7 separate regions of the Mus musculus genome follow, and all the other regions are linked to region 1. A link is a contact called in public Hi-C, HiCAR-type and promoter capture Hi-C data. All regions are on one chromosome and are shown on one strand. The core of a region is the stretch at or near the end of the contact, and the rest is flanking DNA. Distances in the headings are between cores, read along the strand shown. Region 1 holds the start of Smim11 (small integral membrane protein 11). Region 2 holds the start of 2410003I16Rik (a long non-coding RNA gene). Region 3 holds the start of Chaf1b (chromatin assembly factor 1, subunit B (p60)). Region 4 holds the start of Mis18a (MIS18 kinetochore protein A). Region 5 holds the start of Morc3 (microrchidia 3). Region 6 holds the start of Urb1 (URB1 ribosome biogenesis 1 homolog (S. cerevisiae)). Region 7 holds the start of Dop1b (DOP1 leucine zipper like protein B).

The links. Promoter capture Hi-C pulls out the DNA fragments that hold promoters and counts their contacts. A called contact is a pair of places that touch in the nucleus more often than the background predicts. HiCAR-type assays count read pairs that join an accessible place to other places. Capture Hi-C pulls out chosen DNA fragments and counts their contacts.
Region 2: a promoter capture Hi-C map of liver shows a contact between it and region 1, with 4 times the contacts expected there. The contact joins the promoter of 2410003I16Rik here to the promoter of Smim11 in region 1. A contact is called at or near these places in 3 of 39 promoter capture datasets (the C10 cell line, liver and pre-B cells).
Region 3: a promoter capture Hi-C map of hippocampal neurons shows a contact between it and region 1, with 2.8 times the contacts expected there. The contact joins the promoter of Chaf1b here to the promoter of Smim11 in region 1. A contact is called at or near these places in 2 of 39 promoter capture datasets (hippocampal neurons and liver) and 2 of 115 datasets of contacts at active chromatin or transcription factors (astrocytes and large pre-B cells).
Region 4: a contact with region 1 is called in a Hi-C map of B cells, with 7 read pairs. The contact joins the promoter of Mis18a here to the promoter of Smim11 in region 1. A contact is called at or near these places in 2 of 39 promoter capture datasets (liver and pre-B cells), 1 of 484 Hi-C or Micro-C datasets (B cells) and 1 of 9 other capture datasets (liver).
Region 5: a contact with region 1 is called in a HiCAR-type map of fibro-adipogenic progenitors, with 6 times the contacts expected there. The contact joins the promoter of Morc3 here to the promoter of Smim11 in region 1. A contact is called at or near these places in 4 of 39 promoter capture datasets (hippocampal neurons, liver and neutrophils), 1 of 484 Hi-C or Micro-C datasets (muscle stem cells), 2 of 115 datasets of contacts at active chromatin or transcription factors (fibro-adipogenic progenitors and large pre-B cells) and 1 of 9 other capture datasets (adipose tissue).
Region 6: a contact with region 1 is called in a promoter capture Hi-C map of liver, with 3 times the contacts expected there. The contact joins the promoter of Urb1 here to the promoter of Smim11 in region 1. A contact is called at or near these places in 1 of 39 promoter capture datasets (pre-B cells) and 1 of 9 other capture datasets (liver).
Region 7: a promoter capture Hi-C map of neutrophils shows a contact between it and region 1, with 5 times the contacts expected there. The contact joins the promoter of Dop1b here to the promoter of Smim11 in region 1. A contact is called at or near these places in 3 of 39 promoter capture datasets (cranial neural crest, hippocampal neurons and neutrophils), 1 of 115 datasets of contacts at active chromatin or transcription factors (astrocytes) and 1 of 9 other capture datasets (adipose tissue).

What each region holds. Positions count from the first base shown.
Region 1 is chr16:92,298,947-92,302,935 of GRCm38.p6, forward strand. It overlaps Smim11 (small integral membrane protein 11), which reads left to right and starts at 2,357. Exons shown (of 4, transcript NM_138743.2): 1 at 2,357-2,397.
Region 2 is chr16:94,008,547-94,012,535 of GRCm38.p6, forward strand. It overlaps 2410003I16Rik (a long non-coding RNA gene), which reads left to right and starts at 2,109. Exons shown (of 4, transcript XR_003951876.1): 1 at 2,109-2,565; 2 at 2,887-2,964; 3 at 3,309-3,989. It also overlaps a transcript of Cldn14 not described here.
Region 3 is chr16:93,882,240-93,886,228 of GRCm38.p6, forward strand. Chaf1b (chromatin assembly factor 1, subunit B (p60)) reads left to right here and starts at 1,662. Exons shown (of 14, transcript NM_028083.4): 1 at 1,662-1,736; 2 at 2,227-2,382; 3 at 3,120-3,252. The coding sequence starts at 2,257.
Region 4 is chr16:90,725,183-90,729,171 of GRCm38.p6, forward strand. It overlaps Mis18a (MIS18 kinetochore protein A), which reads right to left and starts at 2,189. Exons shown (of 5, transcript NM_025642.1): 1 at 1,844-2,189; 2 at 1,111-1,177. The coding sequence starts at 2,090. It overlaps Gm17518 (a long non-coding RNA gene), which reads left to right and starts at 2,238. Exons shown (of 2, transcript XR_876238.3): 1 at 2,238-2,489; 2 at 3,138-3,989.
Region 5 is chr16:93,830,277-93,834,265 of GRCm38.p6, forward strand. It overlaps Morc3 (microrchidia 3), which reads left to right and starts at 1,845. Exons shown (of 17, transcript NM_001045529.3): 1 at 1,845-2,072. The coding sequence starts at 2,034. Gm30881 (a long non-coding RNA gene) reads right to left here and starts at 2,816. Exons shown (of 3, transcript XR_876266.3): 1 at 2,575-2,816.
Region 6 is chr16:90,808,309-90,812,297 of GRCm38.p6, forward strand. Urb1 (URB1 ribosome biogenesis 1 homolog (S. cerevisiae)) reads right to left here and starts at 2,105. Exons shown (of 39, transcript NM_029497.1): 1 at 1,891-2,105. The coding sequence starts at 2,032.
Region 7 is chr16:93,709,901-93,713,889 of GRCm38.p6, forward strand. It overlaps Dop1b (DOP1 leucine zipper like protein B), which reads left to right and starts at 2,007. Exons shown (of 37, transcript NM_027293.1): 1 at 2,007-2,168.

The DNA of each region.
Region 1 (3,989 bases), core at 1,107-3,606:
TTTGGTGGCCACACACCATAAAACCAACTACAATGTTTGTCCCTTTATAGAAGGAGATGTAATCTACATAAAGCATTTGCTTCCTGCAACATGTTTGCATTTTGCTACCAGAGAAACTACATGGTGTTAGAGTAAGTCATTTATAGTCCAAGAGCAGATGTGCTATGAGTGGCTTCCTTCCTCAGGCCAGAAGCCTAACATCCTGTTGCACACCAGCATGGTCAACCTAGATAGCCCAGACCCAGAGATCCTAGTGTGGGGCTGTATCCAGCCAGGTTTTCCACCCTCGTAATGACTTTTCTTTTTAATCAAGTCAAGGTTCCCTGAGCCTCCTTCGTGACTAGGCTCCAACTTTGGCCAGTAAATATCCTATACTCTTGGTACAAATTATTTCATTGACCTTCATATCCTAAGAGACTTGAATAAACATTAATATATCTTTCTAACAGCTCAAAATGGTTATCCAGCCCCTTAAAGTACCTGCCTGAGAAACCAGGAAGAGCTGACTGTAAAATCTAACCAAAGGAGCCCAATAGGCTATGGAACCCTCTTTTATAGCAGTGAGAAAGCTTGCAATTACAAAATCCTCTCTCTTTCTCTTTGAGGAATAATTCTTCTTCCATCTAAAGAAATGTCTCTTAGAAATGCAAACACAGAGACTCAGCAAGAATAATTCTTCTAGCATGTAGAAATATCTCTTTGAAATACAAACATTAAGACTCTGCTGGGCATGCCCCTTGCACGTCACACAACACAACACAAAACACACACCCTTTCCCAGAGTTTGTAATTTTCCCCTTGGCTTATCTGTTTCTCCAGGAAAACGTACAGGTGGTTAAATCCAGGCTTTCATTAAACATACTTTATCATCCTCACTGGAAAATATAGTTATAACATGGACATCAATCAGTCAATTTTACTTAGGGGGAACAGGAGAAATGCTACATCTTTATGTGGTAGTTAATATGGGCAACATCACAGGATCTAGACTAGGGTAACAGCCACACCTCTGGGAATGCCTGTGGGAATTATATAGATTGGGTTACATGAGGTGGGAAAACATTCTAAATGGGTGCCACCATTCCCTGGGCTGGGATCCTGGATGGAACCTGAAGGAGAAGACCAAGAGAGGTCAAGCCTCCATCACTCTCCTCCCAGCTGTGGACTCTACTCACCTAGTCTAGATAACCTAAGCTGCTTCTGTCAAGCATTTTGTTGTGTTAACAGGAGATAACTAACAAGTTGGATGGGCATCCAGTTGTTGATCCATTTACCCCAGCTTCTCCCTCCAGTATCAACTTCAACCAAAGCTTTCTAAATGAAAATGCCAAGTCAAACAGCTGGGTTGCTGTTGTTTTTCTATCCATGTTCCCTTTAGAGTCTTTCTGCTTAGTCTGCTAGTTCTACACATCTGAGTAGTACTTCAGTGCAGATTCAAAGCTATTGCAAAAGGAACAGGTGATAGGGGCTGATCCCAGTCTCGCAACTTATGGCGAGCCCCAGGTCTGGCACGAGCTGGCCTCAGCCTCGGGAAAGAAAAAAAAATCCTTTGTGTTTCCGTTTCATCATTTGTGAAATATTACAATTATAGTGTGTCCTTTTATAGGCCTTGTAGAGTTAAATTAAACGACAGTCTCAACGTGATATTCTCTTGTTAGCACAACCAGGTCTGTGAAACCCTCTGCACGCTAACATTTTCAACTTCATCTCCACAAAGAGGCATGATGAGATCTGAAGCTAACTTTCTTGGGTCCAAGAATTCACCCCGCAATTAGTGTCAGCACCGGGCATCCGCTCCCCCCTCCACAGAAGAGGGAGATGAGGTGGAGGTCTCGGTGAGAACTTTGCCTCTCCAGAGCCTTGGACAGGGCTGCTGTCTGCGTCTCCCCACCCGGCACTTTGGGGATTCACTGGCTAGAAATGAAACTGGGAACCTAAAATCTGGGTATCTATCGGTTATCTCAACCGGGATGCATTCTTCTTGTCTGTCCCCTTGGAGGAATGCTAAGCCTGGAAAACAAAACAAAAAACCTGGGACCTATTGTCTTCAGCTGTATAGAACAGGAGTCAATGACCAGTGGACATGAACAAAGGGTCCTAGGCCGAACCCTAACCCCTGCGGACCACCCTCAGGGTTCCTACTTGGATTTCTGCAGTAGCCTCAGATTCCTGCGCAACTGGCCTGAAGCCCATAGCGCCTGCGCTTGGAGAAACACGCTCCTTAATACTAGCGAATCTGCGGGCGCCCTAAAGCCACTGCGCCTGCGTATCAAGTGGTGCCTTTCAAGATGGCGCTTCCGTTCCGAGCGGTGCATTTCGGGACTTGTAGTTTTCACGACGGGATTGTGGGAGTCGTGGTTTGTGAGCAGCAAGCGAGGAGGCCCCGCCGCCCTGAGTGTAAGTGTGTGAGTCTTTGGGGCTCTGGGGAATCCCTTGGTCATCCCGCGTTCTTGTTTCTCCCATGATGACACTTGCTGCCTACGGCTACATAGCCCTTGGGAACTCTAATAGTCTTGTCGCCTTGTTTTGGTGACGCAGGAAGGGAGCGATGATAACTCCTGGCCTTCTACCCACCCCCCACCCCCGTGGAGGCAATGCCTGGGGGCGAGAACCTGGGACTGGGCACTCCCAAGTATCCAGGGATAGCAAATCCCCGTTTGATCCTGTGGTGCCCCAGATCGCAAAGGCGCCAAAGTTGCTTAAACAAGGCGTGTCGTTTCATCTAGTAGGGAAGTGCACCATAACTCACAGGCTCCCCAAAGCCTTGAAATTTGGAATCTGGCCACCCACCCGGATAAGGTGCTTCTGGGTTTCTTGAAAACCAAGGCCTGTGCTGAGTGGGCTAAGTGAGGTCCAGGGGTCATGGCGATTTGAACCTACCGATACTTTAAATGGTTGGCTGAGGAATTGGAGTGAAAGGGGTAGAGACTGGGAGTGAAAACGGCTTCAGACAGTTGACACAAGCTGCTAGGATAGGTGAGTGCATTATATGCTGAGATAGGTGCACCCTCGACTCTGTTAGCCTCGCCAAGGAGCACACGGAGCTTGTGAGCAGACTATTGTCCACGTCGTTTAAATTGGTATAATCAAAGTGAGTGAATGTCTTCTTTGTTTCTAGAATAAAACCTGGCAGGATACTTTGCAATAAAGATCAAAACTACAAACAGTTTTATTTTCTGTCGTTAAGGGTTAAGCCTGGACAGCTCCCTGCATTTCATATATTTTAATGGCCTCCAGCTGTCCTTACCCCAGTGGCTTTGGCTCACCCTCTGCTGCCAGCTGCTGCTTGCTTCTGAATGGCACCAGGAGTCCGTGATATCAGAGCAGACAGCTCACTGCTATGTTTAGCTTTCTTGGTTATCCCCATTTGCAGAAAGCTTGCAAGCTGCCTTGAAATTTAAAGTAGTGGGTGAAAATGAACCTGGCTGCTCTGGGCCCTTCGCTCTCCTCTACCCACCCCACCCACTCCATAGCAGTACAGATTCCCCTTTGCTTTTACTTTTTCCTCCTTCTCTTCCTCTTCTCTTTTTCTTCTCTTTCTCCTTCCTTGGCAGGATTCTGTGCATCTGAGATTGGCCTCCAGCTCAGTCTTTCTCTGTAGCCTTAGATGACCTTGAACTCCCATCCCTTGACCTCCACCTCCCAAGTGCTAGGGTTACAGGCTTGTACCACCAAGGTTGGGTTGTGAGTTACTTGGGCTGAACCGAGAGCTTTGCGTTAGCACTCTGGCTCAGCCACGCCCACAGCCCCCTGCTTCCTTCTCAGAGATCTTACCTCTTAACACTCAGATTGCTAGTCTTTTTGGCATCATGTCCTGTGACATTAGACAGAGCAGAGAGTTGTGAATTCCAGAGTGGGAGACTTACTCCTTGGACGCTGATATCCCAAGAGCGCTTTGGCTCAGGAGCCACATGGCTTTCCCAGGTCACATGCTCAGCCCTTACTGCCACCTGGAGTAGAGTCCTGTCCTCCTTCTTCTTGCCCTTATT
Region 2 (3,989 bases), core at 859-3,358, 1.7 Mb after region 1:
GGTCCAGAACTATATCCAGGTGCCTGTCTGGAACTCCACTTGAACATCTTATGGGGTTTCTTGCTCAGGTGCCCCTGGCTCCTGCTTCTGCCTGGCAGGTTGTATGAACCACAGGGCAAGTTTCCCCAGGTCACCTTTCCCACCAATCAGATCCACCTGACTTTCCTCTCCTTCCCAAGGCTGCTAGAAACTTTGCTGGTGCCCAAGATGCTCGGGCTTCCCACAGCCCCGGCCTGAGGCGCACCTAGTTTCAGCTATCAACGCTGCCCTTTCAGAACATGCCATTCCGACTCTGTCCTTTTTAAAAAGGGGCCAGTGTCTCGCTCAGCCGGCTCATAAAGTCTCTGTTCTCCTAACAAAAGGCCAATCGAGTCCTGAGAGCCTTTCCCTGACGTCTCTGCAGCTCAAATGACCTGTTTTCTTAGGCCTCATTGTTGCCCGTCACCGCTGGTGACACTTGGTGTCCAAATTCAGAAGAAAGCTCAGATTGAGAACAGTACTAAGAAATGGGAAAATAGCCAGAGGAAAGTCAAGGCAGTGAGGCGGTTCCGGGAAGAAATACAGTTGGTGGAAGGGGTGGCATCGATCGATGGATCGATGATTGTATTAGAGAAGGATGAGATCAGAAGTGGCCAGAGAGGCAGCTCTGTCCAGGTGGCAAGAAGAAACGCACACACAAGAAGTGTCTCCTTAGGTGAGTGGGGAAGACACAGCAAGGCTGAGAGGGAAAGACAGAGAGACTGAAAGTAAAGATTAACTTGTAAATGACTTTATTGCCAGGGGAATTGTCCCCCATCACCTGGTCACTGCCCAGGTCACCTCCATGGTGTGTTCATCTCCACTGAAGCCTGGGGTCTAGATAGGTCTTGTCCAGCAGAAGACAAGACTCACATTAGTCCACACTTGCTTAAGGCTGGGCATGCACACTGCTTCCCGTTTCTTCAGCCACTCGGTCTACCTACTACCCAAGCTTATCAATACCACATGCACAAGACACTTTGGTATAAGAGACTCCACCCTGGCACCAGGGAAAGGCAGGCAGATTGTGAAGCTAAGCAGCCTGCAGGCACACGGGCCAGCTGGGTCCCAGCTCTGTTCCCCATTATGAATGACCTTGCATATGTGTCTTGTGCCTGTTTTGATCTTTAAAGTGAGCTTAGAAATACTGACAGACAAGGACCTGGAGAGTGCTTCGTGGGTAAACTGTCGTGCAAGCATAAAGAAAAAGCTGAGCATGGCTATGCATGCCTGTCACCCCCGGGTGGGTGGGTGCAGGGAGACAAATTCCGGAGCTCGACCAACCGGCAGCCAAGCTGGCTCAGTGAGAGACCCTCTCTCAAAAAGTAAGGTGGCTAGCAACTGAGGGGGACACTTGATATTGATCTCCACAGACAGCGCACAGGTGCACAGGCTAGCTGAGGAGCACAGACTAACTCATACATGCACATATACTAATTAAAGTCCCTCAGAGAGTCAATAGTGTGGTTCGACTTCAAGACCATTCCCTAAACAGAGTACCCCCTTGGCAGTGGGTTTTTTTTTTTTTTCCTGTCTATTTAGGTCTCCAGCTAACGAAATGAGGCCACCTACATCATGGGCATAATGCCCTCTGCTGTCTACTGTATCGATTTAACTGTGCTGGCTAGTTTTTATGTCAACTCAACACAAGCTAGAGTCACCTGAAAGGAGGGAGCCTTGATTAAGAAAGTGCCTCGGTAAGATTCAGCTACAGGGGATATCTTGATTAGTGATTGATGGGGGAGGGCCCAGCCCATTGTGGGCGGGGCCATCTCTGGGCTGATGGTCCTGGTTCTATAAGAAAGCAGGCTGAGCAAACCATGGCGAGCAAGCCAGTAAGCAGCACCCTTCCACGGCCTCTGCATTAACCCCTGCCTCCAGGTTTCTGCCTGCCCTGAGACAGAAACAAACATTCTCACAGAAACATCCAGGATAACTTTTGGACTCATATCTGGATCATGCCCAACCAAGTTGACACACAGAATGAACTGTCCCCAAGGCATGTTTGCCCATGTGACCCCAATAACGAGCTCTATGCTTGTTTGTCTTTAGGGACCGTGTGTTTAAGGAAACAATTTCTTTACTGAATGGTGCTTCATTTGGTAGACCATTCTTTGGGACTGTTGTTCCTCCCAACACCCTCTGGGAACTATGTGCAACGGCAAACAGCTGAGAAGACAAGGAGGCCCAGGCTAGGTGGCCAGGCAGGTGCCTGATGCTGCTGAGATGACAAGGAGGCCCAGGCTAGGTGGCCAGGCAGGTGCCTGATGCTGCTGAAAAGACAAGGACTCTTCCCCACCCCACCTCACCCATGTTAGGTGGCCAGGCAGGTGCCTGACACTGCTGTCCTCTGGGGAGGTGTAAAATTTCCATTAGAAAAATGCAAGGAGGCTGGCCCTGGTGGCACAAACCTTAAATCCCAGCACTCAGGATGGAGAGACCGGCAGATCTCGGAGTTTCAGGCTAGTTAGAACTACGCAGTAAGACCCCGTCTCAAAAACAAACAAACGAGCAAGAAGACGAAAAAGGAGGAGGAAGAGAACTAAGGTGAGGAGGAGAAGAAGAAAGGAAAAAGGAACGCACCAGGCAAACGGGAAGAGGGTGAGCCGGTGCAGCAGGCCCTCGAGGACTGACCACGGTGTGAGATGGATAGCAGGCAGGGTGATGGATGAAGACACCAGCCTGTAGCTAGCTTGAAGAAGGGGCAGACATATATCTGAGCTATAAATCTCAGAAGGAGAAGCAGAGATTAGGAGCGAGAAACAGGGGCTGAGCTGTGCTTTCTGAGTGAACACACTGAAGAAGGGGGAGATTTGCACCACTGCAGCAGACTTTTTTTTTTTTTTTTTTTTGTCTTTTACTCTGAAGTGCCAAGAACTGGAAGAGGAAGTATGTTGCTGCGCTGCAGAGTTGCCGTGGCAATGGGTCAGCAGCAGAAAGAAACAGGTTGGGAGAAAGGCTCCATTTCTGCGCGGGGGTAGGGGGGGTAGGGGACAAGGGGGGGCTAGAGGGGGCAGGAGACAGGATGAGGAACAGATGGGGAAAGCAGTCACTGAAGTCACAGAGGCAGCAGGAGAGTGAAGTAAAAACCAGGCTGGATCGTGGGGGAGGGACATGAGGGGGGGGGTGATGTCGGGGCGGGGGGTGCAGAAATTACACCCAAAGTCAAATGTGGTCCTCAGTTTCTGCTCGCCTCCCCCTTCCCTACCTATGCGTTTCAAGGCATCCTAGTGTGTTTTGTGAGGTTTCTTATTGCTAATCCGACATTCACCACTTTGTCTTTGACCCAGGTTCTGCCCTCAACAGACCATCTGTTAGGAAGGGACCTTAAATCTCCAAGAAAGGAAGTCTCTAGAGATAGGACATTCCATTCTGTTGGAGTTTAAATTTGGTCCCAGAGCAACAAGACCTGCTTTGGAGCCTCCAAACCTCAGGACTCCACAGTTCTCAAAAAGACAGCCGAACGGCTTCCTGGAATCCCGTGTGAGCTGTCAGCTCTGCAGCAGTGTAAAGATGCTGGAGCATCCTCCAACCGCAAGCCAAGGACCACAAAGCCTTGCGTATCACCTTGGCTTTCTTACAGTGAGTGGGTGATTGAAATGACAGACTCTCAGCCCATGTGCTTAACTGCTTGAGGTTAGACCTGGGGAGACTGGGCTAAGGGAGAGATGATGCAAACCCACTTACAAGGAGAATGGCCTTGAGTTCTGAGTGACCTTGGGGTGGGCAGCCTGGTCGTCAGAGTAAGCCAGTGGACTTTATGTCTTTTTTTTTTTCTTTTTCTTTTTTAATTGGACATTTTCTTTATTTACATTTCAGATATTATCCCCTTTCCTGGTTTCCCCTCCGGAAAAGCAACCTCCCCACTCTTCCCACTCACCAACCCACCCACTCCTGCTTCCTGGTCCTGGCATTCCCCCACACTGGGGCACAGAGCCTTCTTAGGACCAAGGGCTTCTCCTCCCACTGAT
Region 3 (3,989 bases), core at 412-2,911, 1.6 Mb after region 1:
TATGTGTCTTAGGATTTAATTGCTATGAAGAGACACCATAATCAAGGCAACTCTTATAAGGACAACATTTAATTGGGGCTGGCTGACAGGTTCAGAGTTTCAGTCCATTATCATCAAGGCATGGCAGCATCCAGGCAGGCATGGTGCAGGCAGAGCTGAAGGTTCCACATCTTGATCTGAAGGCTGCTAGGAGAAGACTGGCTTCCGGGCAGCTAGGATGAGGGTCTTATAGCCCATACCCACAGTGACACACCTACTCCAACAAAGCCACACCTTCTAATAGTGCCACTCCTTGGGCAAACCATATACAAGCCATCACAGTATGTATGCATGTGCACCATATGTGTGCCTGGTGCTTTTGGAGGTCAGAAAAGGGTGTTGGGTTAACTGGAACTGTGTCATGATCCACCATGTGGGTTCTGGAAACTGAACCCAGGGCCTTGACCAAAGCAGCCAGTGCTCTTACATGCTGAGTCCTCTCCAGCTCTTGAGATCATTTCTTTATAAAAACCCAACTTTCGCCGGGCAGTGGTGGTGTATGGCTTTAATCTCAACACTTGAGAGGCAGAGACAGGTGAATTTCTGAGTTCGAGGCCAGCCTGGTCTACAGAATGAGTTTCAGGACAGCCAGGGCTGTACAGAGAAACCCTGTCTTGGAAAAAAAAAAAAACAAAAACAAAAACAAAAACAAAAAAAACCTTAACTTTCATATGCTGGCCTGTAAGAAGTCAAAACCATAGGAGACAAGAATCTTTAAAAAATATGTGACATTATTGAGAAGGTCATGGTGGATAAATTAACCATTACATAATTGGAATGGAAGTTCCTACACATTCATGAGGCTGGCCTCAATCTTGCTGTGTAGTTAAGGTTGACCTTGAACTCCTGATCATCTTCCCATTTCCACCTTCAGAGTGTTGGGATTACCATCATAACAACCATTCTAGGCGTCTGTCACATCGCTAAGAGAGGGCGAAGGCATTGCTGTTTTATTGACATTTTGAAACTCCAGAGCCATTTTGAGATATTTGGTGGGGCAGGACAGCTCTCAAATATCCACTGCCTGGGACACTCTTATTTGGTTATATTAGATGAGTCCCAAAGTTTCCCATCTGCCCTATAAGAAATGTTATATATTTTTTGTTTAGTCTTTAGTTCAGGCTGGCCTGGAACTCTCTGTAGCTGAGGATAACCTTCCTCTTAGGGTCCTCTGGAGTGCTGAGATCACCGGCAGGGGCTGGTGACAGAACCGCTGCTGTTGGCTAAGCGTGCAATCAGCTGCCTGCGTCTCTAGTCCCGCTTTTCTTTCTAGACCGTAAATTCCAGGCGGGAAGATCTGTCCGATGAGCATGTGACACTGACGCGTGGTAGGTAGGACGTCTTGCATCTCGGGTTAGCACGTCAAAGCTGGACGAGCCTGGACTCCTCCGAGGCGCGGGAATGGGATTCCCAGTCCCGCCCAACAGGAGCCACGAGCCGCGACAGCCCCGCCCACGAGAAAGAAAAGAGCCCAGAGCTCCGCCCACCGGAAGCCAAGGTGCCGGGAGATTGCTGGCCACTGGGAGGAGGGATGCCCTGGACCCTCCCATTCAGAGACTTTGTCTTGTGACAGCCCCGCCCACGCGGAGGCGGGACGCCCCGGAACTCCGCCCCGAGGAGGCGTGACCGGAGGCGTGGCCTGCGGCGCGCGGGAAGCTGCGGGCTGTGGCGGCCCCGGGTGGACCGAGTTACTGCAGGTAGGTTTGCTGATACCCGGCTTCCGCGCTTCTGACCTGGGTTGGGCTGCAGCTCCTCACCGGGGCCGTGAGTTCTGATCTCAGCGCGGGCGCAGGCAGAAGGCAGTTCGTCCCAGACCACAGTCCCCACCGGGACCGGGACTCGCGCGCCTTCCGCCAGGCCGGGTTGGGCCGCCCGGACCCGCGCCCCTCCCCGTGAACTCCCTCCCTTGCTGCTCCCCGGGATGATAGCCAGTACTCCGGTACCGGTCTCTGGGACCCCACCTCAACACGATGCTCTGTGCTGCCCGTCCTCGCCTCCGTCTGGGGTGTTTGGTTTCTTTCTCTTCCGGAACCGTACACTGGTGGAAGTCTCTCTACCTGCGGGAGCATTTTAGCTGAAGATTGCAGGTGTCTGAGCCGTCGGCGTCGCTAATGGCTTCTGTGCTCTTTCCCCGGCTCGCCCTTCATGTTCCAGGGTCGCTGTTTAACTCTTTGCTAACGTTTCCAGCCTCCCTTTGCCTGGCGGAAACTCTGGAGGATGAAAGTGATCACGTGTGAAATCGCCTGGCACAACAAGGAGCCAGTGTACAGCCTGGACTTCCAGCATGGGGCAACCTGGAAGATCCACAGGCTGGCATCCGCGGGGGTGGACACCGCCGTCAGGGTAAATGGACAGGCGGGAGGATACGGGGAGGTTCTACGCGGAGCTCACGTTTTCATTCCTTTGTTTAAAACTGAAGGCAGCAACTCAAGTCGGGTTGCCACCTAGTCCAGTGTACTAAGTTCTGAGGCCTGGGGAAAGCAAGGAATGCTGAGAAGATTAGCTTTCTTAACATTTGCTACATTGTTTTTGTTTGTTTTGTTTGTTGTTTCAAGACAGGGTTTCTCTGTGTAGCCCTGGCTGTCCTAGAACTCTGTAGACCAGGCTGACCTCGAACCCTCTGACTCCCAAGTGCTGGGAATAAAGGCGTGGGCCACCACGGCCCGGCTATTTGCTACATTGTTACAAGTGGGTTCTCAGTATTTTAGAATACTAAACTAGGAAGAGCTCTGTGGTGCCAGGCATGTATCCCCAATACCCATACGGTACAGATCTGAAGTTTGAGATTCTCAACAGTAGTGAGTTTGAGTCCAGCCTGGGCTAGGTGAGACCTTGTCTCAAAATAGTAATACTGAGCCTAGCTCCTGTGCTCTGTGCTTTGCCCATTTGCTCTAAAGAACTGGAAGAGGGGAATAGCAGGTAAGGGGACTGATGGTGTGCATTTCTGCTAATACTTCCTTTGATTTACAAAGTTTCAAAAAAGAAATTGCATTTTCTGCCAGAAGATAAGTTGTTGTCTCCTGGAAGGGAGTTAGGAGGTGGCTAGTGTGTTTCTGCAATGTATGCTTTGCTGTCGACAGATCTGGAAGTTGGAGAGGGGGCCAGATGGGAAAGCCATTGTGGAATTTCTCTCCAATCTTGCTCGACACACCAAAGCTGTCAATGTTGTACGCTTTTCTCCAACTGGGGAGATTTTAGCATCTGGAGGAGATGGTAAGTATTGTCCTTATTAATCCTTAAACCTGACACGAATCTCCTGTCTAATAATGACATTTGAGCTGGGTTGACATGGACCAGTGATCACAGCATGTTGGAGGCTGAGACAGGAGGACTGAGAGTTCAAGACCAGGCCTGGCTAAATAGTAACAGTCTTTTCAGGGAAAGAGAATAGGACTGTGAGATCTGAGCTTATTGTATCTATTCCCCTGGCTGCCTTTCAGCTCACTAAACAGGTAACATTTTGGGAGTGTGTCAGAGATGGAAGATGAAGGACACCCATTAAACTCAGAAGATATATCTGAAAATAGTTCTTTCTCCATTTGTTGCCTGCAGGCTGGTTGGGTGTGGTAGATCTGTCAGCATCCCAGGGGCTTGTCTGGTTGTCAGAGTCAGCACTGAACCTCTGTGTAATTAATGGGCTTCGGGAATGTTTAGAATTTGTGCCTGTTTGGGGTAGATTAATTTGTATTGTGCACCTGTTTTTAAATGAGATAAAAGAATACAGAAAAAGTAATCCTTATACCGTACATTAAATACTCTAGACAACAGTAGAAAGTAAAACAAACCTTAGTTTTGGTTTGGAAAAAGAGGAATAGTTGCGTTCTGCGCCCTAATGCCCAAAATATGTGGGGTGTGAGTGTCTGTGTACATGCATTCATTGTACACGCACACCACATGCATGCATTCACATATTTGTTGTAAGTGGAACAGCTTTGAGGGGGCAATAGGCT
Region 4 (3,989 bases), core at 939-3,438, 1.6 Mb before region 1:
CCCAGTACCCACAGTGCAGCTCACAACTGTCTGTAACTCCCAGTTCCAGAGGATCCAATGCCCTCTTCTGACCTTCCTAGGCACCAGGCACACACATGGTGAACATACATACATACTTGCAAAATACTCATACATAGAAAATAATAAATTTAAAAATATATGAAATTGAGATTTCCAAGCTTGAAATCAGCTACTTGCCAACAACATAATCTGTCACACCCATATCATCTTTATCAATGTCAATGCAATTTCCCTGCCAGTTTCTATAACACTTATATTCGAATATTACTAAAACCATTATTAAAACCTTCAAGTCAGTCCCACCTCTTGATTCTCTGATTGAGGTACTACCTGAACTAGTTTCTACACCTCAGCAAGACACGGCTCCTCTCTGGGGTAGCAAACATAAAAGGCAGAGCTTTCTACTCAGTCTGCTGAGGACAGCACTTGCCAACACTAGTTAGTAGTCAGCCGTGACAAGTTATCTGTCCCCTCGGCCCCAGCACATGGAACCTGGGACTAGTGACTTACAGCCACAGATGGCCTGTCTGCGTAGCCCAGTCAGCTGTGGGTGTGGGCTCTGTATTAGTATTTTCTGTCTGCCAGTACAAGGAAGAGACAGGCAGCACTGGGACAGGAATAGGACACTTTCAACTTGGAGATTTTAAGATAGATATTTTCTGCTTTACTTTCCATTTTCTTTGGCACCAAACTCAGAGCCCTAAAAATCAGTGTTAAATACACTTTCAGAATCTTAGAAACTCCCACTTTCCGATCTTAAGGGGCTATCACCATCAAATAATGGATCCTTTCTTCTTTTCAATGCATTCAATTACCATGAAAAGTTATATCTCAAGCAATCTCACAGAACGGTCGGTAGAAGATTTTTCCTTAAAATTAAAGTTTTCAGCCGGGCGTGGTGGCGCACGCCTTTAATCCCAGCACTCGGGAGGCAGAGGCAGGCTGATTTCTGAGTTCGAGGCCAGCCTGGTCTACAAAGTGAGTTCCAGGACAGGCAGGGCTATACAGAGAAACCCTGTCTCGAAAAACCAAAAATAAATAAATAAAATAAAATTTTCTCTCACATATTCACATAAATATCTTACTTACCAACCGTCTTCATCTCTGCACTTGGACAGTTTCGGTTCCTTATCCACAGAGACGTTACAGGAGACGCCTGGAAAGAGAGTCGCAACACTTTGTTAGTGTGGTTTGTTGTTACACACCTGCAGACAGGAACTTTTAACTCAACTTTAACTTGTATTTTAGAGGACTAGGGGAAAAAAAGAGCCCAAAGACTGGTGGGAAGTGGGGTACTCCCGTGGTTCAGCACTAAAGGGATGGGGGCCTTCTGGGAGAAGAGGTGGAACAAGGATTACTTCACATCCTTTTCTGAAAACCAGTGGGGTTAAGAGATAAACAAAATGACCCAGCGAAGAGCATTGGGACTCACCCAGTAAAGACATCGCCTACTCTGTGGCCATATACCATACACTTATTTAATCGTCCCCGTTATCCCATCATTATCCCTCGTTTTGGAGACGAGAAACTTGAGGCACAAGCAGTTGAACAGACTGCCCAAGGACACTAAGCTAAGTCCCCAAAGCAGCTGACAGAGTCCGTCAGATGTGAAAACACTCCCCTGAAGGAAGCACCTTCCTAAAACGTCAGGATGACGCTCAACCGCTGCCCTTGGGGGGCATGGAAGACCCAGGAAAAAACTTGTCACTCGTGAGCCACCCACAGGGACGCCTCTCCTGCGGTTTGCTGGGACAGCTCTCGTCCCCACCCCAGCCCCCGCAGCCCCAGGAAACCCCGACGCAGGAGGGCGGCCCGAACTGACTGCGCAACAGGATGCAGTTGGTGTCCTCCTGGCTGGCCACCCAGGTGAGCGAGTCGCCCAGTGGCCGGCGACAGCGGGCACAAAGGAACACCAGCGGGTTCTCCGCCGCGGCCGCCTTCTCCTCAGGCCGTTCCTTCTCTAGCCCTAACGCGTCTGCGCTCGACATGTTTGCCCACTTCTGCAGCCGCAGGTAGCGGCTCGAGTCTTCCGACAGACGCTTCTCCAGCAGGGGGGACTCGCTCGACATAGCCAGGCGGTTTTAACCACAAGCGGTCAAGGAACATCCCAGAGACCAGGAAGCAGCCATGACATACGAATTTGCCGCGCCCCGGAACCTCACGGGAATAATACCTCTGCGCATGCGCAAGGTGCAAGAGGCGGGGCACCGCCCGAAGGGGTGGGACCTGAAGAAGGGCCCGACTGCATCGAAGGCGCATGCTCGCCATCTGACCGGCGCGCGAGCCGCGCTCACTGCGCTTGCGTCCTGCGGTCTTCCTGAGCGAAAGCTGGTGAACTGGGGTGCTGGGGTGCTATCTGCGGGCATTTCAGCTCCTTCCGCCGCTGCTGAGAAAGTTGAAGGCTTCGAATTAAATGAGTAGCAGCTCACCTAGTTCCTCCACACTGTTAGCGGGCATGCCCGTGCTGGGTAAGCAGACCCATCTTCACGGAGCCGAAAGTGGACCCAGGAATTCCAAGCGGTGTACTGCAAGTCACATCTCTGATTCTAGCCCGTCTGCTCCCGGAGACCCGCTTTCCTACATCTAGAAAAAAACAGGGGTCTGTGGCGAGCCAAAGACGCCCCCTGCCTCAAGGACCCAGCGTTACTGAGACTAGCACTGCAAGGAAAAAATATGAGAAGCTGGAGGGGACAGCATCGCTGTGGCTACAGAGTGGGCGTGTGTCTGGGTCAGAGTATGGTTCACCCTACTCCAGGGCGGGAAGGACGGTCAGTCTAAAGAAAGTCAGCTTTTGATTTCAAAGACCACAGGCTAGAGGGAAGGCGCGCCACCACGAACAGCCTGGATGCATCAGTAAGAAACAACACGCAAAGACCACCATATCCCCCTCCCCCCCCCCCCCCCCCCCAGTCACACTACCCAGTTCGCTTCACTAAACTACATCACACTTACCACCTATTTTCGTATCTCTGGCCACTAGCAAAAAGTTTCAAATCCTAAGTCGTTGACCTGACCGAGGTGGTACCAGGCTGGAAACTAGAAAGGCTATTTTGCCTTCTCTGAATATGATTTTGACTTTCTGTTTTTTGAATCTTTTTTTTTTTTTTTTTGTCCAGGCTGCCCAGGAATTCATTATGTAGCTCACCCACAGTGATCCTCCTGCTTCAGCCTCCCACATGCTAGGATAACAGCCCAGCCCAGAGGCAAAGAAATGACTCCTTTTGGAACCTATTTCAACAAGTCCCTGAGGCGTATCGACCTTTAACCGCCAGGAATCCTGTGGTCCTGCTTGAGGTGTGCCAAGACGGAACGGAGCAAAGAATACCATAAACCAACAGACTTTGCAAATACACTGGAAGGTACACCAATAGGCAGATTACAGCAAAGCAGTGGGACCCTGCTGTAGACCCTGATGCTACCTGGCCATACTCTTAGCATTTTGGTTATAAGCTGGGGAATCTGTTTGTACACATTAAAGTATTTAACTAATAGTCAGAAGGATATGGCCACATACAAGGGAGGGGAGTAAATGACCACGGAGGGGACTCAAGGTAACCCCAAATTACTGGGCTTTGAACTTCCAACCTCTCCACATCACTGATGCTCTGATCCTCCAGCTAGCCATTGTAGTCTCTTCTTCTTTCCTGGAAATTTCCTTTAAAGTTCCAAGATCCCCAGTGGATGCAGGAAATAGCAGACGTTGCCAAACACTCTAGAACCAATGTTTTGTTTTGCTGAACTAGGTGTGGTGGGAAGGGAGGGGAAGGAAAAGACAGGAGAAAGGACAGATAGAGGAAGCAGGAGGAGAAATGAATGGATGAGGCCTTGAGCATCTTCCTGAACAGATTGTGGGTTCATTTTTATTTGCATGTATTTAAGGGGGAACATGAACATGCTGGAGGTCAGAGGACAACTTGAAGCCTCTTGTTTTCTTCCTGAGGATTGAACTTGGCCTTGCTACCGAGCGC
Region 5 (3,989 bases), core at 595-3,094, 1.5 Mb after region 1:
GTCATCACTCTGACTGGGAGCTGCCCACACACGGGGTCTTTTTGACTATGTATAGGCACAATCCCAGACGTCATCACCCCGCGCACAAGACCCATAAACCCCCTTGCTTTACCCTGGATGTGCGGCTTAGATCACTGAACCCACCCAAGAGCTGCCTCCTAATCAACCTGTCTTTATTTACTTTTAATCTGATCTAAATTGGCCTATATCTGCCTCACCAAGGGAGAGAAAAAGCCTACCACGTGTCACTACATATTTCATGATTTCACTTAAATCCATGCAGAGTTGCATGGTAGTCATTAGGGGCCGAAAGGGGAGAGTGGAAGATGGATGGCTGCATTGACCTCCATTGTGGGAACACACTGAACGCCCCTAATCTGACCTTTAAAAGGTGAAGTTTACGTGTGTTTAACAACAATAAACAAACAAAATACTGCAGGGAGGTGTGGTAGTGATTCACATCTATAATCCCAGGATTTAGGAGATAGAGGCAAGAGGGTCAGGAGTTTGTCAACCTCAAGTACAAAGCAGACCAGCCTGGGTTACAGGAGGCTCTCTTTCAAAAAGAAAAACAAAGCGATTATGTGGATCTCAAGAAAATGTGGCGAGACAGGCTTTCCTCAGCTGCATCCCGTGGGGAATCCTCTTCCCTGATGAACAAGTATTTGTCCCACCCTAGGCACTGTTTTCCCCGCAAAGACAACCAGACTCGGATGAAACAGGAAAACAAGGCTGACCTGCTTGTTAATCCTGTCAACTTGACAAGATTTAGAATCCCCATGGGAACAAACCTCTGGTCAAATCCACAGGGGAGTTTCTAGACTAAGCTATTTGCAGTTCAGTGGAGAATTTGCGCAGCCTGGGCTGCTGACACTCTCTAGGTTGACTGCACGGCTCACTGACCGGCCATCATGGTTCAACTGTCTTGACAGCCACCTGTTCTGCAAGACTAGACACCAGTTTTGCTTATCTTGTGCCTCTTATTCACTCTTAAAAACAGTGAATACCACAGGTTTTAATTTTACATCCCCTTATTAATTTAAAAGTATTTAAGTTTTTACAAGCCTACAGTTAAAATATGAAGAGAAAACACAGTTGACGTGTAGGAAAAGGAGAGGATCCATCCCATACTGTAGTGTTTAATAGACAGCGGTCTATAATAAAGGATACTAAATTGTTTATCAGCAGAAGATGAACTGAACTTTTTTTCGTTTTGTTTAGTTTTTTTTTGTTTTTGTTGTTTTTTTTTTTTTTTTTTTTTCGAGACAGGGTTTCTCTGTGTAGCCCTGGCTGTCCTGGAACTCACTTTGTAGACCAGGTTGGCCTTGAACTCAGAAATCTGCCTGCCTCTGCTTTCCAAGTGCTGGAATTAAAGGCGTGCGCCACCACTGCCCGTCTGAACTTTTATAAATAAAAATATGACTATCGTTAAGACTGCAGTAAATACTCTTGCAAATCTTTTAACCTTCTCTTTACTTGTACTATTTAGCATCCCTTTCTTGACTAATTTCTACATGCTACTCGCTGCAGTACCGGGCTCCACACACACTGAATTAACGTGTCCGTGCGCTACCACTACCAGGATAAAAGCTGATGATTTTCAGGCAAACCCAAAAAGTAATTATTTTCTTCATTTTGTCCTGTAAGATTCCAGTAACATCATTACCAGCGGCCATGGATTACACTTTTGCAGTGCGATTTTCATCAGAGTTTGCCTAGCTTCTACACATCATTCTTCGCGCCAATCTTCAATCTCAAGGTCCAGCTACGCGAGGCGAGGAGCTCGCGCCCGCCCGCTCACCTACGCATGCGCCCAACGCCTGGGTCCTGCGCGCGCAGCAGGTCAGGCCCGCTCGGGCAAGCCTCTGCTGAGAATCCTAATTCGCCTTTGCCCGAGGCGGAAATGAGTGGGTGTGGCCTGGTGTTGTCGGTTCCGCCCCGGAAGTGGGCGGGGCGTTGAAGCCCGCGGCGGACTCGTAGCCTCCCAGTCGGGCTGCGGCCGAGGCCGGTCCTGGCTTTGTAGCTCACTCAAGATGGCGGCGCAGCCACCCACCGGGATCCGCCTCAGCGCGGTGAGCAGCCGCGAGGGGAGGAGCGGGCCGGGTCCCAGGAGGGCGGGCAGGCGGGCCAGCCAGGAGGTGGCAGTGGGCGGCGGCGACTCAAGGGCTGGCGCGGCGGCCGGGAGGTCGCGGCGGGGCCAAGGGTCCGCCGCCATGTCTCCTCGCTCGGAGGAGCGGCTGTAACGCGCGGCCGGTGCGCTCGCGGCATCTCGGGGCAAGCCGAGGCGGCCTCCCTCCCTCCCTCCGGCTCTGCGGCGCCCGACAGCTGTTGTGGGAGCCGCGCCCTCCGCGACCCGCCCGCCCCGGGAGCAGCCGCCGGGCCTCGTCGGGGCGGCGTGGGCTGCGGTGCAGCGCGGTTCCTGCACGCGTCCGTCCCTGTCGGTCCCGGCTCGGAGGAGCGGAGGCTAGGACTCATCTCCTCCGCTTGCTTGGCATGCCCCTGCCTTTTCGGGCCGAGCCCATTGGTGGCAAACCCTTTGGAGGTGGCTGGGAGTGGTCGCAGAAAAGGACTTACACTTTCGGGTCCAAAACATTGTGGGCGTGGCTTCACCTGATGATTCCTGCAAAGTTTTATTCTCTGCCGGCCCTGAGGTCTTAAGCGGGGAAAGTTACTTCCTTGATGTTTGAAGGATGGCTGCGGTGGCCCATGCCTGGCATCCCCAGCGCTCGGGTGACCGAAGCAGGCAAATTCTAGGACAATTTAGGGAGACAAGGGGAAGTCCTGTCTCAAAGGCAAAAAAAGCGGTACTACTGTGTTATGTAATTTCGTTGGCGAGCGGTAAGGATTTCCGGAGGTTAAAGCACCTCCCGTAGGTGCTCTTCAAGAATGCAGGTCTCCGTCCATTCATTAGGCTACTTCCGTCATTTGGGATGTGATAGCCCCAAGTGTGCATGAAGTGTTACCTAGTTTTATCGCGTCTGCCTTTTTTTTTTTTTGTGAGGTTGAGTATTCTTCACATTTTTTGTTATGTTTTGTTTTAAATTGCCTGTTAGTACGGTTTCCCCCCACACAGTTTATGTGTGTGTGTGTCTTATGCACCTGAAGATGAGGACTTCTGAACCCTCACTGCTAGTTATGAGTTGGCCCATGGGGTGCTGGTAACTGAATCCTGGTCCTCTGTAAGAGCAATTTGTGCTCTTTTGTTTGTTTGTTTGCTCTTTTGTTTGTTGACAGGGTTTCTCTGTGTAGCCCTGGCTGTCCTGGAACTCACTCTGTAGACCAGGCTGGCCTCGAGCTCAGAAATTCGCCTGCCTCTGCTTCCCGAGTGCTGTGATTAAAGGCATGTGCCACCACTGCCCGGCGCCAAAAGAGTTCTTATTCCCAGGATAGTGATAGAAATTATCCTGTGTCAATTATGAGTGACTAAGGTCCTGGAACAGGATTTAGATTCCTGTGAGTAATGGGGGTGGCGGTGGTGGTGAGTGTGTGTCTTGGGTTACCCAACAAGTGGCTGACTTCCTGATTGCCAGGCAAATGTTCTTTATGTTGCTGTATCCCCAGCCTTATAGAAGTCCTAAATCATACAACAAAATAAATGCATAGATGAGTACATTTGCAGAAGTACTGGCTGGAGGGGTCAGGTAGCAAGCAGGCAGATCTTTGCTGGGCCCAACAATACATTTGAGAGTTTTACCTAGCAAAGGGATGCTAGGTCAAATACAGAGTTGATGGTAAGTAGCTCTTAAGAGAGACTAAGAAGTCAGGCCTTGTGGTACATCTGTAATTTTATCCACTGTGGAGGCTGAGGTAGTAGGACTACAAATTCAAGGCCTGCCTGAGCTACAGAGTGAGTTCAAGGCCAGCCTAGACAACCTGTCTCAAAATAAAAAGGAAAGAGGACTGGGCTGTGTTTCAGTGGGAGAGTACTTGCCGCCATGTCTGGGGCCCAAGTTCAACTCCAGCACTTGAGGGCACTAAAGATAGCTCAA
Region 6 (3,989 bases), core at 855-3,354, 1.5 Mb before region 1:
ATGCCACAAGAGGAGCGGACTGGCAGTTTAAAAGGTCACCTCGTCTTGCATGTGTGATGGGACACAAGGAAACAAATGTAGAAAAGACACCAAGCCTGGACAGCTCTGGCCATTATCACAGAAAGGCTAATGGTGCCTGGACTAGAGTGACCACCAAGGAAGTACATGTGGAACTGCAGACTCCAGAGACACACACACAGGAGACCACTGAGCCAAGGGATGACCGAGCACAAGGAGGGAGGAACATCTAGGAGACTGGGCCTGTCTGGTACTGCAATGAGGAACAGGGATAACACTTACCCCGTCACCAGTGAAGGGCAAGTATGTTGAAGAACCAGACTTGAGCAGATCCTTTCTGATCTAGAATCCCGACTCACTGGTCAGTCATCTCTCTACTGCTGACACTACTCAACTGAGTAGCCTTTGCCACTGAATCCCAAAGCTCCTCTCCACCACACAAAGGGAACAGCAAGAGCAACCTAAAAATCCCCAACACACACCCACCAATCCAATCCTTGAGAGCATTCCCATGACAGGAACTCAATGTGTACCAAGGAGGGAAAGGGAGAGAAAAATCCTGACATTATAGTCAAATAAAAATCTCCAAACTCCCACATTCACCCACTGACTTCAGCTTCGCAACGTCTTTCAATCACTTCATTAGTCATGTACCTGCCAACCTAGCTGTCCCCTGAAATGTAGACAGAAGCCTTTCAGGAACCGAGCTGGCGCTTTTCTTCTGCCAGGAAGGCTCCTTTCCCTATACAATTCTACAACTCATGAAAAACCTGCTTCCTTGGGGAAGCCTTCTTTGATTTCACAGATCAAGGTCCCAGGCCCATTAGGCACAATGGATAGCTGGCTCCTTCTGGAAGACCCGTGACTATGTGACTTTGCTGGTCACCTGCTTTCCCAAACTATCAGATTTGCAATGGCAAGACCTGTGCCAGGGTTTTATTCGCCCATTACATCTCTACCTAACAAACAGCAACTGCAATTAAATATCGAATAAGTGTGTGGGGCGCTAAATTCTGTGCTAGCAAAGGTGTCATCTTCTAAGCAAACGACCAAGGCGAGGCACCAAACGTTTAAAAATAAAAATTGTAAGAAAAACATTAGCTGAGAATACTTTTTGAGTCAGGGTCTCACTATATAGTGTTTACCGAGTCCCCTGGCTTGAGTTAGCCCAGGGCAGTTCAGGGAGACGGACAGCTTACTCTTCTTTGGACTGGCAGCAGCAGCAGCAGTCAGGAGTGCTCTGCCAACATGACACTGTCAGGATGGCACCAATTCTATCCTTAATCTTCAAATATTTCTAATGTTGGAAGTCAAGGTGTACTTGGTCTGGCACTTTCTAAGAAGATAAGGCTGGCCTTCAACTGACAGAAATCCTCTTGCCTCTTCCTCCCTCTAAAGTGCTGAATTAAAGGCACGAACCATCAAGCCCTGCGATAGTTTATTAACTTTGTAGTTTTGTTAACCTAAGAGAAATATTTCGCTGTCTTGTTTTTACCACCGCGTTGACGTCTGAACATGGTAACATGTTCAACTGTGGTTCTCCTCACAACCAATGTACTCCTTGCACGATTAGAAGTCGTTGTGAAGTGGTGTCACACTCTGCAGCGAGTGAAATTAAATTACAGAATCTGGCCCCTCTCGGTTACCGGTCCGGACAATCCTAGTCACTCGATTTAGTTGTAGGTCCTTATGGAACTTGTTACACGTGACATCCCGCCATTATCAGGGTTGACAGTTGGTTACTATGGGAACGGCTACTGACAGCCCAAGCAAGCTATCTCACTGAACTATTCTTGACTAACTCCGAGCCGGGCTCCGAGGCGCCGCTGTGCCGGCTACTGCCCCGAAGCTGAGGAGTCCGCTCCCACTCACCCGGTCCTGGGCCCTGCGCATCCTTCAGCAGGGTCTTGAACCGCACGCCCGTGAACTCCTCCGCTCGCGTTCGCTTGACTGTGCCAGCGGGGGACGCCGCGCTGCTGGGACCCTCTGACGCCTTCCTCTTGGGGACCCCCATGGCCCAAACCACCGGGCCAGCAAAACGGCACCCTCGGAAAACCCACGCGACCGGAAGCACCGGCGGCAAGGAAGGGGCGGGACTGGAAGGAAAGGCGGAGCCTATGAGGGGAAGCCGGTAAAAGAGCCGGTCTTCGGGTGAGAAAGGGCGGAAGGGGCGGGGCCTGCTGAAGGGGGCGTGGAGAAGGTAGAACACCTGGGGGCGGGGCCTTCTGGGGCGTGTCTCTGGGTGGTGTGGGCGTGGCTTGGTGCTTGGGTGGGGCCTGTAGGGCCTGGGATTTCCCCAAGGGTTCTCTGGCTGTGCTCTGCCTGCAAAGAAAAATCACATACCCGCCCTTAGCTGCAACAATCTGGGGCAGATGGATCAAAATGCTTCCCCTGCTCCCGCAACTCCCTGAGCAGGAAGAACTCCCAGACCCACAAAGAGCAGCACAAAGAGCTCAGATATTTAAAAATCTCTGAGCATTTTAATGATATCCTTTGAACAACTTCATGAGATTGATACTTCCTCAGTTCAAGCCCCCTGCGTGTAAGTGTAAGCCGGGTGAATTCCCGAGGGCTTGACATCAGGTGGACTTACCTCTGAAAAGCCCTAGCTTGGGAATGTGGTCCAGAGTGTCCGTAACCCTGAATCCCCAGTTTTTGTCACAACCCTAGCCAGAAGGCCTAGGCTGGTTAGATGTCATTTCAAGTAACCTCCATCCACGCTTGCTTCCCCCAAACCTTGATGCACTCCTTCTGTGGTGCTGAAGGCCAGGGGCGATCAAAGAAAGCAAGCATTTAAGAAAACCTCCTTGGACAGTGCCCGCATCTCAGCACCCTCGTTAAAAAGGAGACAACAAAGCCGGCTCTCCCCAGTCCTGGGCTGGAGAACGGCAAGTAATGTAATGTTTAAAGAACTGCTTTAAGGGGACAGAGAGTACGATACAGTTTTTATTTGTTGTAAGCTGTTGATTTACAGGCTGCATTCAATGCTCTGGCAAAAATGTGGGAAAGTAAAAACAGTCAGTTGCATAATTAAAAAAAACAGATCTTATCAATATCTTGGTATGTATTTAAAATTCCAAACTAGCCTGTTAGTTGGGAAATCGATGGTTTCTGAAATTCTCTGTCATATTCTTCTAGTCTAATAAGGCACACTTTTGGAAGCAAGTATCTTTTAAGCATCTAAGAATGTGGTCCCTGTCACTCCTATGATTTTAGAGTCCCTAAGAGAAAAACAAACAAACAAACAACAACAACAACACTTGCCTTTGACTTTGAGCCTGTAGCCTACAGAAACAACTGCATCTGTGGGAATCCCTAGGTCCCGGGCCTGTCAGAAAAATGAAGATGACTAAAACCATGAATAATTTTGAGAGAAGAGGCTGAAGACCGACTTGTGACCAATTGCCCATGTTGACACTCACCAGGACCCAAACAAAAGGCAGCAAGAAGAAGGAAGAAACAGTCTAAAGCCTTGAGTTTAGCTTATGTGATGTTGGGGGAAATTATCATCTCTCTGTACTAGTGGAAGTTATAAATAATTGGGGGTGGGGGTGTGGCTGGGAGGGTGATGGTCTCAGCTCAATCCCCAGAACTCACACGGTGAAAGGAGAGACCTCCTCTCACAAATTGCTTTGTGGCCTCTACATGCATGCTGTGGCAAGTCTCTCTCTCTCTCTCTCTCTCTCTCTCTCTCTCTCTCACACACACACACACACACACAGCTCACAAAATATTTTTTAAACCCACAAGAATTAGTGAGACCAGGGAACTTACCAGGGTACTCAGGATCCTAGCCTCAATTACATAGAAGCTGCCCCTGTCCATCCTAGCCTTAGATAAAGGGATACCCGATGGCAAGTAATTACTCAGAATTACAGATGGATGTTTGAGACTGGCTCAGAGCAGTCCTCTAAATAACTAGGCCAGGTCTTTGATACTTTGCCCAATGCCAAGCTCACCAGCCGACAGTG
Region 7 (3,989 bases), core at 757-3,256, 1.4 Mb after region 1:
TCTGATATAATCTATTTTTCCCAGAAAAAATATTCACTGAGCTTTATAAGCAATTACTAAATAGATTTGGATGGTGTCTTAGTTACTATTGCTGTGATGAAACACCACAACCAAAAGCAGCTTGGGGAGGAAGGGTTTGGCTTACTCTTCCATATCATGGTTCACCTTTGAAGGAGTCAGGGCAGGAACTCAAGCAGGGCAGGAACCTGGAGCCAGAAGCTGATGCAGAGGCCATGGAAGGTGCTGCTTACTGGCTTGCTCAGCTTGCTTTTTTTTTTTTTAAGATTTATTTATTATATGTAAGTACACTGTAGCTGTCTTCAGACACCCCAGAAGAAGGCATCAGATCTCATTACGGATGGTTGTGAGCCACCATGTGGTTGCTGGGATTTGAATTCCGGACCGTTGGAAGAGCAATCAGTGCTCTTAACTGATGAGCCATCTCTCCAGCCCTCAGCTTGCTTTTTTATAGAACACAGAACCAAACACAGAAGTGGATGCTCACAGTCAACTATTGGATGGATCACAGGACCCCCAATGGAGGAGCTAGAGAAAGTATCCAAGGAGCTAAAGAGATCTGCAACCCTGTAGGTGCAACATTATGAACTAACCAGTACCCCATAGTTCTTGACTCTAGCTGCATATGTATCAAAAGATGGCCTAGTCGGCCATCACTGGAAAGAGAGGCCCACTGGACAGGCAAACTTTATATGCCCCAGTAGAGGGGAACGCCAGGGCCAAAAAATGGGAATGGGTGGGTAGGGGAGGGTGTGGGAGGGTGTGGGAGACTTTTGGGATAGCATTGGAAATGTAATTGAGGAAAATATGTAATAAAAAAAATAAGAAAAAAAAAAAAAAAGAACACAGAACCACCAGCCCAGGTATGTCTTTACCCACAATGGGCTGGGCCCTCTCCATCAATCACTAATTGAGAAAATAAGGTTTTGTCTGCTTATAGCCAGATCTTATGAAAGTATTTTCTCCATCGAGGTTCTCTCCTTTCAGCTGACTCTAGATTGTGTCAAATTGGCATAAAACTAGCCAGCACTAGATAGCTCTTTCTAAAATTTTCATGGAATAGGCTATCACTGAAATAACCTTAGTCGGTAGAAGGCGCTGTTTCATCTGGCAGCGCTGCTGCTGGCGTCATCAAGACACGGTCAATGTCAGAGTGAATCCTGCCAGCTCCCAGACCCCATCACTCTTCGAGGATGCATGGACACCTTAACCCGGAACCCCCAAGCCTTCTGTTCCTGTTACCTGGGATTCTTCCTGCCTCCACCCCACGATGAAGATTGTGGGTGTGGTCCTGACGCAAAGCCCAAGGGTGCACGACACTGGGAAGGCCCTGCTCCCAGAGTCCGGAAAGCCCAGGGTTTTTTTTTTTTGTTGTTGTTGTTTTTTTTTTTTTCTCTTTTTTTTTTTTTATTAGGTATTTTCCTCATTTACATTTTCAATGCTATCCCAAAGGTTCCCCATACTCAGCCCCCTTCCCCATACCCACCCCCCAAGCCCAGGGTTTTACCTGCCTGTTTATGTGAGACCTTACCCGACTACATCGCAAGGCCACGCCCACCACTGGCCCCCCAAGTTTAGACCAGCCTCCAGCCCCAAAAACCCCGCCCTCAGAGACCCCACCCACCATCGGTCCACTGGCAGCTCCACGCGTCCAGAGCCCCGCCTTGAGCACCGAGGCCCCACCCACTCTGCCAGACCCCTCCCCCAACCCCTCCGCCTCCAAGTCTCCTCTTTCGCTCTCCGCCCTATGTGACTGACCAGGGCGCGGCCCCACGCCGCAGAGGCCAAACCAACCCCGCCACCAAGGCCCCGCCCACACGCCTAGAGTCCCGCCCACGAGGAGAGAGGCGCCGCCATACCGTTAAGGCTCCGCCCCCGTTCACGCGCAACGTCATGACCCCGCCTACAATGGCCCCTCCCAGTCACCGCTAAGGACCCCGCCCCACGCCGAGGGCCTGCCTCCAGGTCCCGCCCCCCGAGGTCCCGCCTTCCGGCCCCGCCCCCAGCCGCCCAGTTCCCGGGAGTGGCGGCAGCTGGGCGGAGGCGCAGCGATACCTCCGCCTTCGAGGTCTCTGCCGAAGCGCAGAGCCGCCTTGTCCCGCAGCCGACGGGCTCCGTCCCACGCCCACCGCCGAGGTCCGCGGCCGCCGGTAAGTGTGGTCCCCGCGGGCCCGGAGCGGCAGAGGCGTAGAGCTCGGGCGGTGGCGCGTCTGCTGCAGTGCGGGTACGGCCGCGCGTGGGTGTGGGCTTCAGACCCGGCCTTCTGCGCCTGGCAGGGTCCGTGCGAGCGGGCCTCGGGCCGCAGGTGGAGGTCGAATGGCCACCGCTGTCAGCCTAGCCGGCCCAGGGCCGTTCTGGAAGCTCAGCCTTTGTTGGGCAGGGCTTCCAGGTTCCCTAATGGTGTCCCAGCAGCCGGCGTGCACCAGCCAGCCTGCCCCTGCGCCGGCGGATAAGCCGCGGAGGAGGTGCTCACCCGGTGACAGCAGTCCCCATCTCGGGAAGCCTGTGTAGGGTTGTTGAGGACACCCCACCTTTAAAAGCTATTCCTGTGAAGTGTCAGGTGTCTTGCTTTTTTTCCCCCCTCTAGTGCTATTTGATCTCAGTGTAAAAGACCGAATTCAAAACTGGGCCAGTTGGTAAAGAGGGTTGATGCGCTGTAGAAGCAGGGACATTATCAGCAAGTAAATAGGAAGGCTGCTGATTGTCGGCTTTTACTGTGTTCATCATACTCCTTCCTTGTAAGCATGTTTACAACCGACTTCCGGATCCAGCAGATGGCTTTTGCGTCTTCACCTGAGCTTAGAAATTAGGAATGGGTAAGGCGAGAGCACTCCTACGAATGCTTTCTGTTTCAAGGTAAAGGTATCGGGTGCACGTGTGCATAGGGCTTTGCGTATTATCTTTTGTAGCCTCCATAGCGCTATCAGCCCACTGAACTGCGGTTGTATCTCACAAAAATAGGTGTTGGAGATGGCTTGTGAGAGGGGCTGTTTAGAGGTTGACCTAGCCATTGTATAACAGAACTGAGCCCGAATCCTATGCCTACCACTAATCCCTAATATCCCCATCTTTCGGCAGTAATGTCCCTTGTGGGACTCCAGTGTGTTTCGTAAGTGAAATCAGTGTAGAGCTGACACAGAAACTGTGTAGTGTTGTAATTCCCCATGCCCGTATTTTGAAGGGGTTCGCTTGAATAACCTCTGAGCTTCTTACCTGTGCAGTTGTGCCAGCATTGGGCCCTCACAGAGAAAGAACTGCACCTGCTGCCTGTTCATACCTGGCTGACAGCCTCCTTGCCAAGGGCAGCCAGGCGCTCTCTGTCATCCTGGACACTCACCGTCTCAGTGATGCAGCTCTTCCTGGCATCATGAGAGTCCACACCTGTGGGCTCCGAGGACTCCTTTGCTGATAGCTTGCCTTCCTCTTTCCTCTCTTGTCCAAACCAGACTCGGATAGCTCTGTGTGTGTGTGTGTGTGTGTGTGTGTGTGTGTGTGTGTGTGAGAGAGAGAGAGAGAGAGAGAGAGAGAGAGAGAGAAGAGAGTGTGTGAGTGTGTATGTGTGTGTGAGAGTGTGTATGTGTGTGTAAGAGAGTGTATGTGAGTATGTGTATGAGAGAGAGTGTGTGAGTGTGTGTGTGTGTGTGAGAGAGAGAGAGTGTATGTGAGTATGTGTATGAGAGTGTGTGAGTGTGTGTGTGAGAGAGAGAGGAGAGAGAGTGTGTGAGTGTGTATGTGTGTGTGAGAGTGTGTATGTGTGTGTAAGAGAAAGAGTGTATGTGAGTATGTGTATGAGAGTGTGTGAGTGTGTGTGTGTGTGAGAGAGAGAGTGTGTATGTGAGTATGTGTATGAGAGTGTGTGAGTGTGTGAGAGAGAGAGAGAGAGAGAGGAGAGAGTGTGTGAGTGTGTATGTGTGTGTGAGAGTGTGTATGTGTGTGTAAGAGAAAGAGTGTATGTGAGTATGTGTATGAGA